Linked DNA regions of Rattus norvegicus: region 2 is linked to region 1. A link is a contact called in public Hi-C data. All regions are on one chromosome and are shown on one strand. The core of a region is the stretch at or near the end of the contact, and the rest is flanking DNA. Distances in the headings are between cores, read along the strand shown.

What was found. Hi-C and Micro-C count contacts between places; a contact is called where the count stands out from the background.
Region 2: a Hi-C map of the A7r5 cell line shows a contact between it and region 1, with 2.6 times the contacts expected there. The contact joins the enhancer-like site here to the promoter of Rras2 in region 1. A contact is called at or near these places in 2 of 12 Hi-C or Micro-C datasets (the A7r5 cell line and the Rat2 cell line).

Annotation. Positions count from the first base shown.
Region 1 is chr1:177,732,416-177,739,223 of GRCr8, reverse strand. It overlaps Rras2 (RAS related 2), which reads left to right and starts at 1,673. Exons shown (of 6, transcript NM_001013434.1): 1 at 1,673-2,043. The coding sequence starts at 1,936.
Region 2 is chr1:177,798,703-177,805,166 of GRCr8, reverse strand. No RefSeq gene overlaps it. Among named protein-coding and RNA genes, the nearest start is that of Rps18l4, 19 kb to the left of the region's middle. Within about 2 kb of position 2,311, at least 44 of the 93 cell types and tissues checked have an H3K27ac peak or open chromatin away from gene starts, as enhancers often do. A contact at or near this core is called in the A7r5 cell line, where this site is marked.

The DNA of each region.
Region 1 (6,808 bases), core at 424-2,923:
ACATGGCCATCTCATGGCAATCAGTGTTCACTTGAATCCCAAGAGAGAGTTAAAACCTGTGTGGTCTTTCATGCCGTGGCCTCAGAAGCCATTCTGTATCTTCTCCACTGCACCCTACTGGCTTCATGCAGGACCCTAATTGTGTTCAAGAACTGGAAGGCATGTTGTAAAACCACCATGCTTAGCCCACACTAGCAATGGTTTATGCACTGCGTTTCTTTGTGTATATTTGTGTGTCTGGGTGGGGTGTATGCATGGCAATGAAGGCATATGTGTGGAGGGCAGAGAACAAGTGTTGGGAGCTGCCTTTCTCCCTCCCTGTGGATCCCAGAGATCAGGTCGTTAGGCGTGTGCGTGCTGTTGTTCTCTGAGCCATCCACTGGCCCAGGGCCCTTATTTGAGGGAAGAGGAAGTGGAGGCACAGAGTTTAAGTTCCCATCATCATGCCATTAGCAAAGCAGGCAGGATTTGAACCAGTCTACCCTCTGAGACCACAACCTCAATCTTACCCTGCCTCTACAGAGAGATATCCCTACCACATTCAACTAACACACAATGCGTTCTATTTATATCTGCTAGCGTGTAAGCTCCCCTCAGCACATTCAAAACCACACAACAGAATGTGTCCCTTTGTCATCTCTGGCTTCTGCATAGCCCCTCATATCTGGTTTTCTTTTCTCTCTTTCATTCTTCCTTTCTTTTCAGCCCAGACCTCCCTGTGTGTGTAGCCCTGGCCTGGAACTCATTATGTAGATCAGGCTGGCCTCGAACTCTTTGAGCTCACAGAGATCTACCTGCTCCTGCTTCTAGAATACTGGGGCTAAAGGCATGCACTACCATGTATAGCTTAGCTTGGTTTTCTTTCCCTGGAATACTTTTCTTCCAATCACTTATCTGTTTACAAGATTATTCCTTCGGTCTTTTGGAAAACCCTCTCTGACTGGCCAGCTCCGGGGTAAGTGCACCTTGGACCTCAGTGCTGAGCAGCTGTTGTCCTTATCATTATGTCTCACAAGGTGCCTATTGTCCTGGCTGCCTCCTCCTCTGGACTCTAAGGGCAAGGGCTTGATCGTGTGTGTAGAAGCTGTGTTAGCAACGAAACACTCTCCTGGTAGGAAACATGTCACTAACCTGCCAATTTCTCACGACCCTCAGACTCAATTACCTCACAGTTTTTCCACACATAGACATACAAACAGATGCTGCACCCCACATCTGTCCACATGCACTGTAGCCCCATGCAAACTCAATCACTATCCACCTAACTCTCGCACTGCCACTAGCCTATGATACATTCAGGTAATGCTACAGGTCTCATTTCCTCAATGGCTGCTTTATACTTTCTTTCTTTTTTTTTTTTTTTTTAAATACAGTCACCATCTGCATTCCGAAAACAGGGTACAGAGTTGAGTGAATATGACAACAGTTCTATTTTTCATTCACGCCGTCACAGGCTGTTTCTTTCATGAACACGATCCCTGACTTATGCAGTTACTGTCACCGCCGTCCATTTTCCCGTTGTCTTCCTCCCGGAGCTCTAAGGGCAGGTCTGCAGGGTCTGCTGCCTAGGGCGCTCCAGAGTCTCCGCCTGGGCGGGCGAGGCCTAGCCCCGCCCCCTCATGCATATGTAGTACCCCAGCCCGGCGGCCCGGCCCCCAGACGGCCATTTGTAGCGGTGCTAGAGGCTGCGTTCGGCTGCGCTGCAGAGCCGCGAAGAGGATCGCGCTCCCTGGCCGCTGCGTCCTCTGCCCTGGAGCCTTCTCGGCTCTCCTGCGTCTCGGGCAACTCCCAACCAGTCCCGGGGATAGCGCTCCGCGGCCCTCCAGGCCACTCGCGGGCCCCGCGCGCTCTACCGCCTGTAACCCAGCCGGCCGCACTCGTCCCCGGAGCCGGGCCTAGGGCGCGCGGCGGCCGGGCTGGGCTCGGGGCGTCCCGATGGCCGCGGCCGGCTGGCGCGACGGCTCCGGCCAGGAGAAGTACCGGCTCGTGGTGGTCGGCGGTGGCGGCGTGGGCAAGTCGGCGCTCACCATCCAGTTCATCCAGGTGCTTGGAGACGGCCTGCGGGGTGGCGGCGGCGGGGTGGCGCTACCTGTGGCCGCGGCGACCCCGCCCGGGGCGCGCGGGTGCGGGGCTCCGGCGCGTGCGGTGCGCGCGGGTGCGGTTTGCGCGGGGCCAGGGCGCGCGGCTGCGAGGGCAAGAATAGTGTGGAGTAGGCGCTGCGCTCCTGCCCTGCGGCCACGGCGCCGCGCTGCTGCCCGCCAGGCGCCCGGCGCGGCGTCCGAGGACTCCGGCTTCTCAGGAATGTGGCCCAGAGGGCGGAGCTGGCCGGGTGGGAAGCGCAGTTCCACCTTATCGCTGCGGTCAGGGCGGGAGCCGGCGGGTTGCAGCCGCGCCGCGGTGCCGGGTTTCCTGCCCCGAGGGCCGGAGTGGGGACCTCGCGCTTGCCTTGGTGGCAGCGATGGCCCGGACTACTTGGAGGCTTCGCACCACCGGCTCCCAATAGTGTTTTCTCTTTGTGTGTGTTTGAGCTTCTCTTACTAGTAGTCTGTTAGGTGGTATGTCCGGGTGGGAGTGTTTGATCGTGCCCTAGGGAAATAATGGCTTCGAGGAAGTTAAAAATGTGCTTTGATAGGGGCGAGACCATTTCCTTGGAATTCCCGGTGCCTGCCTGCTTCGCGCTTAGGTGAAGTTTGGGATGAGCCCCACTAGGAGGGGACGAATATGAGTTTTGTATTGCAGCCCCCACCCCCACCCCCTCCCGGTTGCTGGAGGAGGAAAGTCGGGTTGTGTCAAAGAAAAGGGAGGTAAAATGTCTTTAGACTTTATTCTTGGTTAAGACGCCCGATTGATTTTTCTTTCTCTTTTCTTTTTGATTTTTAAAAAGCAAAGGCAGCTCTCCTTGCTTTTGTCACCCTGAAAGGCGTGGCATATGTTGGAGAGAGCGCAGGTACCCTAAGTAACAAAGGTATTTTTTTACTGTATTAAAGGGGACGGGTGGCGAAGTGGTTTTTGTTTGTTTCACCCATTTGTTGAATGGATAGACTTAAAATAGCTTATTTTGTTTCGCTATAACTGTGGTGTTTATAGTGTTAAGACGCACAGTTCCATAACCTAACTGATAGTCAGTTTCACACCAAGTGAATGAACAGTAATTGCTCCTGTAATATTTCATGGAATAAAAAAGTGCTGCTCAACCTTTGTATTCGGAGAGGATGTTCATGTCATGAGCGTTGACAGCATGTTCGGTGGTGGTGGTGGTGGTGGTGGTGGCTGCGGTGGTGGGGGTGTGGGTTTAAGTTTACCAGACTTCAGCCTGGCTTTTGGCAGTTGTTATTTGCTTGGGGCCAAAAGAGACTTTTAAGTGGCTGACAGCAAAACAAGTCACAGATAACTCTCCCTGATGGCTGGTTTTGGAGGGAACCAAGAAGACAGAGGACAGTCCTGGGTTCCAGAACTGGTGGATAATATTTGTTTAGGAGATTTAAATCAGAAACATTTAAGTTTTTGAAGGAAGATCATCCAAACATGATTGCTTCCATCAGGTAAGGTATTTGAGAAATAGTTTTAAAAATCCTTACACTCCCAGCAATGACTGTCTTCCTCAAGACCTTCTAGAATTCATTTGTTGAATACTTTGTGAGTAGTCTGGTATCTAGAGGCTCTAAAATGAGGTCAAGTAAAGACATGCGTGGCAATGATTTATACCGATAAGGACTTTTGAATCCTACAGACTTGAACTGTGCCTTTTGTTTATTGGCTATGAAAACAACCACCCAAATAGCCTTTCTGAACCTCCAATTTTCTTGTTAGTGAAATAGCTCTCAGTACATGTCCTTTATAACTTTTACATTATGAGAAAGATTTTAGCGTTGCGTTGAGCCTGTGTGCTGTGTTGATAATGTAGTCACTTCAGTATGTGTGTGAGATGAGACCTTTAGATGGAAAGGGAATTCTGATTTGAAGGAGTCAGTGTGGGAAGGCTCTAAACAAGCTCTGTGGGGCTGGCAGGTGTAGCGCAGCGTAGAGTGGTTTGCCTGCTGTGTGGGAAGCTCTGCATTGGAGCCCTAGTACCAAAAAAGAGCACTGTGTCTTATGGGGGTTGTGTGAACGTGGGGAGTCACAGGCCAGATTGGAAAGAGGAGGCCAGTGTGTGGGGAGCTGGGAGTAGGAGAGGCGTGTGTGACTTGGGGTTTTGGGGCTGGTGAAACAGGAACATAGCTCTGGGGTTGACTTGGTGAGGAGGAAGGAGGCACAGCACCTGTGTGGAGCCCATTCCCCTGAGCATGATGTTGGGTAAGTTACTGAACCTGTCTGTGCTATGGCTTTTAGTCATCTGGAAGCTAGGATAATATAGTTATACAGCTGTGGACATCAAATGGATTAGCCTCAAGGTCTTGGGACAAAGGTGTGGGTCTACAAAGGCCACCTCCATTACTCTGGTAATCTTAGATTATGTAACTAAAGCCACAGTCTATCAGCTACATCTGCACGCATATATAAACATTCAACACCGGACGTGAAAACATACATGCCACACTCACAATCTCCCCTCCCCATAAAAGGGACGTGTGCATTTAGATCACATTTCAGTTTCTGTTCTCCCTCCCAACCCTGACCATGCTCCACCACCTCACCAGGCGCTAGGGATCAAACCCAGGACTTTGGCAGGGTAACCTTGGCATACCCCTTTAAAACTATCTTGCTAAGGTTCTTAGTCTTGAGTTCTGTGGCTAGCCTTGAACTACTAGTGCTCCTGCTTCAGCGTCTCAGGTAGATTAAGGTCTGTACTTAGCCTGGCAGCTCATACTTTAAAAAATAAAAGCACATTCTATTGGTGAATGGAACGCCTAAGTGGTGAGTAGCCTCTGGTTAGGGCATAATTTTAACATAGAGTGGGAGACAAGAGTTGGGAGTCTCAGCTTCTTCCAGTCCAGATAACTGGAGGTCTCTGCTTCTCCCACTTTTTATTTAGGGCTTTGAGTTCTTTTCTGTGAAACACTGAGTTTCATTCAACAGATCTCTGGCTCTTTGTAAATCTACGGTTCTTCTGTGTCCTGACTGGCTGGTATCTTTGGTCTAGTTTCTTAGGTTTTCTAGGTCTCAATTTCCCATCTGAAAAAAGGAGAATAACAGAGTGCTTAGGGTTTTCTTTGAGTAAATAAAATGCCAGCAAATCAAACCACCGGGCACAGCCGAGACTGAGTAAGTCAGTGATCACCTTATTTGTGGCTATTTGGTGTCTTGATGTTCTTCCAAAACAAAATTTGTAATTTTTCCTCAATCCATAATGTAGACCATTATTTTCAGTCTTCTCTCTTTCCACCGAGAGGATGAGTGTTGGGAAAACATTATTAATTTAGGATTGATTTTTTTTTTTTTTAAAGAAATGATGGGACTGAGGCATGGCTTATGGTAGTTCTGTTACCGTGTCTTTAGGGTCAAAGCCTAGGCTGGGACACCCCAAACAAGCTAGGCTCTGACCGTTGTCCCTAACACACCAGTTAAAGAGACGTGCAATGGTGAGAAGCAGGAAAGTACGTTTACTGGATATGTCCTTGGGACGAGGAACAAATGAAGGGGGCTGGCGATCCCTAAGTCCATGCTTGGGGTACAGCCGTGGCGTTTGGGTTTAAATAGAAAGGAAGAGGCAGGCTAGCTAAGCAGGCCGGGTGAAGACGTGATCGTTTCCATTATAACTTCAGTTTCAACTTTAAGGTGATCGGGTAAGTTGTCAGAATTGTGTGAAGTCTCGTCTTGGACTCAAGCTCCTCTTCTGGCTGACACCAGGGCATCATCAGACTTTCTCTTCCTCTAGCATGAGATTCCTGGAGGAAGTTTTAATTCTTTGTGGTCTGTTGTTTCAATAGTTGATGGCACAAAAGTTAATCTCTCTGCTCTCCTGTCCACATAGTTTTAGCACATGTGTTTAGCATTTTTCCAGGCCCTGGGTTCAGTTCTCAGTTACAGAACACAAAGACACGAATAACAACAAAAAAAGTAATCGTTAAGTTTGGGGGGCGGTTAATGGTTCTTTGGCAGCTCCGAGAAGAGACTGTATGTGTTTCCACAGATTTAAAGGCATAAATTAGCCCATTGCTGTCCTTTTAGCATCCTAACTTTTTACTTAATCTGTTTGTCAGATTTTTGAGCTGTTTAGGGGTTAAGTGGCCTTGGGATGTAGCCCAGGCTGGCTTGGAACTCGAGGTTCTCTTGCCTCAGCCTCCTGAGTGTTTTGATTACAGGTGTGCTCAGCCTGTGTGTCTTACTCTTGAGCAGTCATCTTCGCTCTTGTTAGTTTGAACAGCTGCCTCAAACATTGTTTCCGCCTAGTCGATACCTGTTGAGGAAGGCATTTATTTCCATGTCCTGTAGTAGATCACATATCCTAGATTTGGAGTCCTGTGTTTGTCGGTCGTTACTTGATCCATGTGCCAAGGCCGTGCCTTTAACATCAGTGCTGTTCCATTGCTGCATCTTGGAGACACATGCTGTAGTTAGAAGTTAGTTACCTAAGAGCAGGCGAGATGACTCAGTGGGCAAAGGCCTGCCTACTTGAGTTTGGTCTCTCGGACCCACATAATGGAAGGAGAGAGCCAACCCTTGAACATTGTCCTCTCACCTGTATGTGCTAATTTGATTTTTTTTTCTTTTCTAAAAGACAAGGTCTCTTTGTATTAGCCCTGGCTATCTAGACCAGGCTGGCTTTGAACTCACAGAGATCAGCCTGCTTCTGCCTCCCAAGTGCTGGGATTAAAGATGTGCACTATTACACCCAGCCAACGTCTAAGACTTTGAATTTTATTTAATT
Region 2 (6,464 bases), core at 1,062-3,561, 65 kb before region 1:
GCACTCTGGAGATCTTTCTGTGCCCTGTGATCACTAAGTATCTTAGCTTCCCTAGACGACCAGCTCTAACTCCTCCTCTCAGAGACTGTGTCAGCTCTGCTTTGGATGCCTCTCTGTGCCCTACCGCCTGCAAACTCTCCACAGAGCACACAGATGTGGTGTGGGACTCATCTTATTTTTAGCCCCTGCTTGAACACTTAGCATCCTGCGCTACTGTTCTCTGCTCTGGAACAGTTGTTTTATGCTTTTTGCCTTGTTTATCATTGTTTTAGGATATTCAATTTAATGCGTCATTCCCCATCTTGTCCAGAAGTTGGAGTCCTTCTTTCAAGCAGCCTCCCACGATCACCTGTGGTATCCCTTTCCGTTGTTCAAATTTGGTGCTTGAACCCTGGAGTGGTTCAGGGACGCTGTGACCACAGTGCCAATACAGAACATAAAAGCCCCTCCCATTCTGCTTTTACACCATTCCTCAGCCTACTTGACCTTACTTTAGCCTTTGACACTAATGACTGTTTCCTCATTCTTAAAATTCTGTGTACTTTTAGCTTCCAGGAGTCAGTTTTCTTCTGAATCTATTCTAGTTCTTCCAGATCCCAAGAATCCTCTCTCACTGTCTCCTTCACCCTTACATCCTGACTTTTTTCCCAGCCCTGTTCTGTGACATCTTCCCTCTCCCTTACTGATCTCAACCTCCGCCCATGACTTCACATATCACCCATCTCTCATGACTCACAGATTTGTTTCGGAATCTCTCTTCCCAGCGCTCCACATCTACACAGCAAACCTCTTAGTGTAAATCTCTTCTCAGATGGCTCGTATTGTGTCCCCAATCCCTGTCCTTCCCAGAGGATATCACCATAGTGCTGTGCGTCCAGCTCAGCAAACGGCACAAACATTTATCTTTCTGGAAAGCTAGGATACAAAAGCCAACACCCCTCCTTTCCACTTCCCAGGAGCAGAACCTGATTCCTGACTGGTTTATCTGCTAAATATCTTTAGTCAAACCCTTCCTCTGGTTTTTTTTCCCCACATAGTGTTGCTCGCATCTTCATTTTCTCTCAAAGGAACGATTGCAACAGATTTCTGTTTGCAATCTCTGGGCAAATGCTAGATAGGTTTTGATTTCTGCAAATCACTTATTAGGTCAGACTATTCCTTGCTCATATAACTCCAGAACCTTTAGTCTAGTAATGCATCAGGCCCTACACGGGCTGTTCCAAGATTCTTTTTCAGACCATCCCTTCTGCTTTTATGTCCTTCCCCATCTTTGCAATTTCACAATTGCCTCTCACATTTCTATGCCTTGCCTGAATGTCTGCCTCTTTGGTGGATTGGTGGATGATTCCTGGAGCCCGTTTCTCGGCCCATCTGTCCTTGAACTCACTGTCCCGCCCTATTTATTACAATGTATCTACATGCATTTGTCCTGTGGACTCTCTATTTATTACAATGTATCTATATCCAATTCTCCTGTGGGCTCCCTAAGCAGATCTCACTCTAGGTGGCACTCCCTACCTGCTGTGCAAACATTTAGTTTTCTTAACTGAAGGCTGGTTGCTAGGTCTTGGAGAGTACCTTGTGAACTCCATGAAAATGTATGTGAAATGATGTTTGAGGTTATTATTCTGGTCACCAGAGTTTTAAAGGAACCCTAAATTCATAAACAGTTAATATCTCTATCTTATGGGAAAACATAATCGAGAAGCTGTGTTTAGAAATCTGAAATTCATCCACAGACTACATTTCACAATGGGAATGGGATGATTGCTGCTGCTGCTGCTGCTGCTGCTGCTGTTGTTGCTGCTGTTGCTACTCTCGTTGTTCCTGGTGCTGCAGCTGCATGGCTGATGAGGGCAGAGCTAAGGAAAGGGACATGCAGCAGCTTTCCCTGCAAGTGGGGACAGCCAAGAGCAACCCCTCCTTCTCTCTTCCCCCACATCTGTCTTCCTCTTTCATAGTGTGAGCACACACAACCAGAATGAACGCAGATTTGAAACTCGAACGTACACACACCTCAGAATGTACCCACAAAGACACACAACCAGGCACGCACACGTAAACATGCACAACATCCAAGAGAGTGTGCGGATCACAAACACCCTCGCTCCCGTGTGTCTCCTAAGTACACACGCATACCCAGTAACCCACACATGTGATACTCACAGAACTAGGCTCCCACAACTCCCTCCTGCAGAGAGTGATTGCCGCACCTGGCACCAGGCCCATGAAGACAGCCGAGTAGGGCCATCTGTCAGGCTGAGGTTCCTGAACACCACCCATCCTGCCTGAGCTCAGCTGGTCGGCATGCCGGGCATGCAGCCTTGCTATTCTCTCTGGCTGAATCATGCTGAGTGAGCTGGCCTAGCTAGAGTTTATCAAATCGGAACAGAATTTTGGCCAAACAGATGACTCGTGAGCTTGGCATTTGTGTACTCGGGGGACAGAGACCCAAGAAGGGGTCTGTAATAGAGGGAAGGAATAGCTTCTAGATATACTAAGAGATGCTGGCGGACTGAGCTCAAGAAGCAGTGTGGCAGAGCCCTGAATCAAATGCCAGCTCTGCCACTTAAAAGTCACGTGACTTTGAGCATGACAGCTTATCTCTTTGAACCTTGATGTGTTCTACAAAGGTGACCTAAAACTATGATCTGACTCACAGGTTTGATCTTCTTTTTAATTATTGTAATATAATAATTATCAATTAGCACAGGGGCATATAACAATGACTAAGTACACTGGTAGCTATTATAAGAAGGGGATATCCAGGTCCAGTGAGGACATAGACGAGCACAATCTGATAATCCCTTTTAACCCAACATCCCATGCCCACAGGGCAGCAGCCTTGGCATCCTGCCATTTATTCCATCAGCCACTTGTCAGTTTCCAAACCACTGCTCTTTCCTTCTGTTCCTCTTTAGTTTTTTCCTCTAATTTTAGGATTTGATTTTATTACTTTTAAATTATGTGTAGGTGTCTGTGTCTCTGTGTGGGTATGTATGCATGAGTGTAAGTGCCTGTGGATATAGAGGCTTGGCCTGTTGCTATGTATTGTAATGCTAAATTCTGTATCCCGAGGTCTAGTTGCCTCAAGACGTGTGAATTCTCACACAAGCCTGTGCAAACCTTGCTCCTTAGTTTAAGACTGTTGGTTAATAAAGATGCCTTCAGCTTGTAGCTGGGCAGAAGAGAGGTAGGCAGGGAAGGACATGAGTTGGGGCCTTGGGATCTGAGGCAGAGACCACAAAGGATGGGAAGAAGAAAGGAGACAGGTGGAGAAGGTGCCATGGGGTAGGCGGATCGTGAGCCCATGGCCATGAAGGCTGTCCTGTTAGAGTAGGAGTGGTCCAGTCAGAACATGGTAAGTGATATCTTGAAGTTACTGACAGGGAAGTAGACAAACTAACATAAAGGGTAGGTATCTGCCCAGATCTAATGCTTTTTATACATTATAAATATAAAGATTTCATGCCTTTTATATGAACTAAATGATTAAAAGTGGGGTTAACCCCCCCCCCCCAAATAATACTATTTACCACAACTGGAGCCAGAGGCTTATGGCTTCCTGGAGCTGCAATTACCGATAGTTGCGAGTCACATGACATGGGTGTTGGGAACTTGAACTCGGGTCCTCTGGAAGAGCAACAAATGATCTTAATGGTTCAGCCATCCCTCCATCTCCCAGACCCTGTTGTTTTATTTTGTTTTTTAGATGGAAGTCTTGCTATGTACCTCACCAAGCTTTGAACTAGCAATCTTCCCAGTTCCACTCCTGAGTGCTAGCATGCAGCATCACGCTCAGTCTACATGCCCCTTTGGATCATGGGAACCACTATTGCCCTACTGACCCACTGTCACCTGTGCACAGCTCTCCAGGTTGCTGCTGCCAGCACACGCTCACATTATAACATTCCTACCACTCCCAACCTGGTCTGACATAACTACCAAAGTAAGAGTGGGATTTGCTAAGCCTTTATGATAAGTCAGAAACCTGCAAAACAAATATAACTTTTTATTTTTACAGCAATAAGGCAGGTATATTAATATCCCCATTTTACAACTGAGGAAATTGAGGTACCAGAATATGAAGGACTGAGTCCAGTGCAACATTCTATCACTTCGTGGATTGTTAGGAGACACCAGAAGTTAAAGTACACTGCAGGGCACAGTGAGTCCTAATTGCAAGGATGTCTGAGATATGGAGGTGGGCAGGGAGGAGACTGTACTTCAGAGTTAATGAAATAGTAATCATCCTGGAGCCAGAATGTGGGCTCTGGAAGACTTTGTGCCTGAGAAGTCATGCTTATTTGACCAATTCTGTGAAACAGAAACGCACTGTTTTTAATGCCTTCCATCTGATTCGACCTCATCACTTATCTCTAGGTGGGAATAGATTTTTATTACTGTGAGGAAACCGAGGTTCAGGGTAGTTACAGAATGTCCAAGGTAATGTCATAAGTCATCAACATGAGACTCAAAGCAGGCCCATCTAACACCAGTATCTCCATTCCCCCAGGGTAGGAGGCGTTCAGAAAGGGTCTTGTGAAGTGCATATTATGTTGTGTAGCTGGCCCCAAGCTTGTAGCGTTCCTGCCTCAGCCTCATGAATGCTGGGCTTGCAGACAGGAGCAATCGCACTTGCTCTGAGTCTCCAGGATCAGCCATCATGGTAGCCTCCGCTTCTCTCCACTCAGATGGTTGTTTCCACAGCTGCCCTCTCCACAGAGTGGTCCTATATCAAGTTACAGGTGCCATCCTGGTGATCTCCAGACTTTCTTGGGTAAGGGAAGGCAGGCCCAGTCCTGGGCATCAATGCTCATGTCGTTTGAATGCTGTTGGAAGTGGGGTTAAGGGAGGGCACCTCAGGGAGAGTGCTTTCACTTGGCCTGCTTTACCCAGTCATTGACATAGAAAATAATTCTATTCTTGGTAACTGTCAAATCAATGGGCTTCCCCCAACCCAGGACACTATTGGTCTTTATGTCATTTCCTCAACCAAAGTCCTGGTCTTGATTCCCAAAAGTTCCCACCAAAAATGGAAAATTTCCAAAGGCTCTCTGTTACCTGCCTTTGGCCATGACTTTCCATGTTCCTGGATCACTAGCCTTGAAGTGATCCATTTCTCCTACCTGGCTTTGTCTGTTAGCTTCTAAGACAGTCATAGCTACCGTCCTGCATATGACTCATGAATAGAACGTCTCTTCTACAGATGATATATTAGTTTTTTCTCTCTCCTGTTTGGTTAAAAACATCTTCATTTTGCTCTAGTGCGTTTCCTTCCCTTTTAGATAGGGTTGGTCTAACTCAAAAACCTGGAGGTAGCCATGTGGTTGAGGCCTTCCTTTTCAATGAAATCATTGTGATTAGCTCAGCCGATCGAGTCATTTAATCAAAACCATTGAGAGAAGATCGTCTTTAAAATGCAGCACCCACCCTTGGGTGTATACTACTATACTTTTCTAAATAAATCTCAACTTTGCTTGACTTTTAAAAAACAAAACGACAAACAACAACAAAAACCTATGAGGGGGCTCTAGAGATGGCTCAGAGGTTAGGAGAACCAGTTGTTCTTCCAGAGGACCTGGGTTTGCTCCTCAGCACAGACGGTGGCTGACAACTGGTTATAACTCCAGGACCAGGGGATCCAGAGTCTTCTTGTGTCCTTTGAAGGCACTGCACACAGATGGTGTAAGTACCTACGTGCAAAGCAAAACATTCCTACTCAGAAAAGTAAATAAATAAATATAATTTAAAAAAATAAATTAAAATTGAGGGGCTGGTGAGATGGCTCAGTGGATAAAATGCATTCAGTGCCTGGGACACATAGTCAAGGGATAAAAACAACTCTGCCAAGTTGTCCTCTGACTTCCATGTGCATGCACACGCACGTGCACACACACACGCACACACACGCACACACACATGCACACACACACATGCACACACACACATGCACACACACGCACACACACATGCACACACGCACACACACGCACACACACATGCACACACGCACACACGCACACACACGCGCACACACACATGCACACACACGCACGCACACACACGCACACACGCACACACGCACACTAACTAAATGTACTATCTTAATGATAATATTTCTGAGACCTTTTACTCTTAAGTAGGGTCTTACTTCAAAGTTTAGGCTGCTCTCTAATTTCTTTTGTAGCCCAAGCCAGTCTTGAAGTTATAATCTTCCTGCCTCAGTCTCTCCAGTGCTGGGATTACAGATGTGCACAACCCCTCCTGGCTGGAAACACTGGAGTTAGAAGCTCTGCTTTGGTTGTGATTAGATGTAAACACGGAGCTTGCTGTTCTTAGGCGTTTTCACAGGGTGGGGGGAACTGGGAGGGTGAGGAACAGATGCCCCAGGGATAGGCATTTCAGACAGAGGGACTGTAAAATTAACACGTGGATGGGTGAGGTGGCACAGTCCTATATTC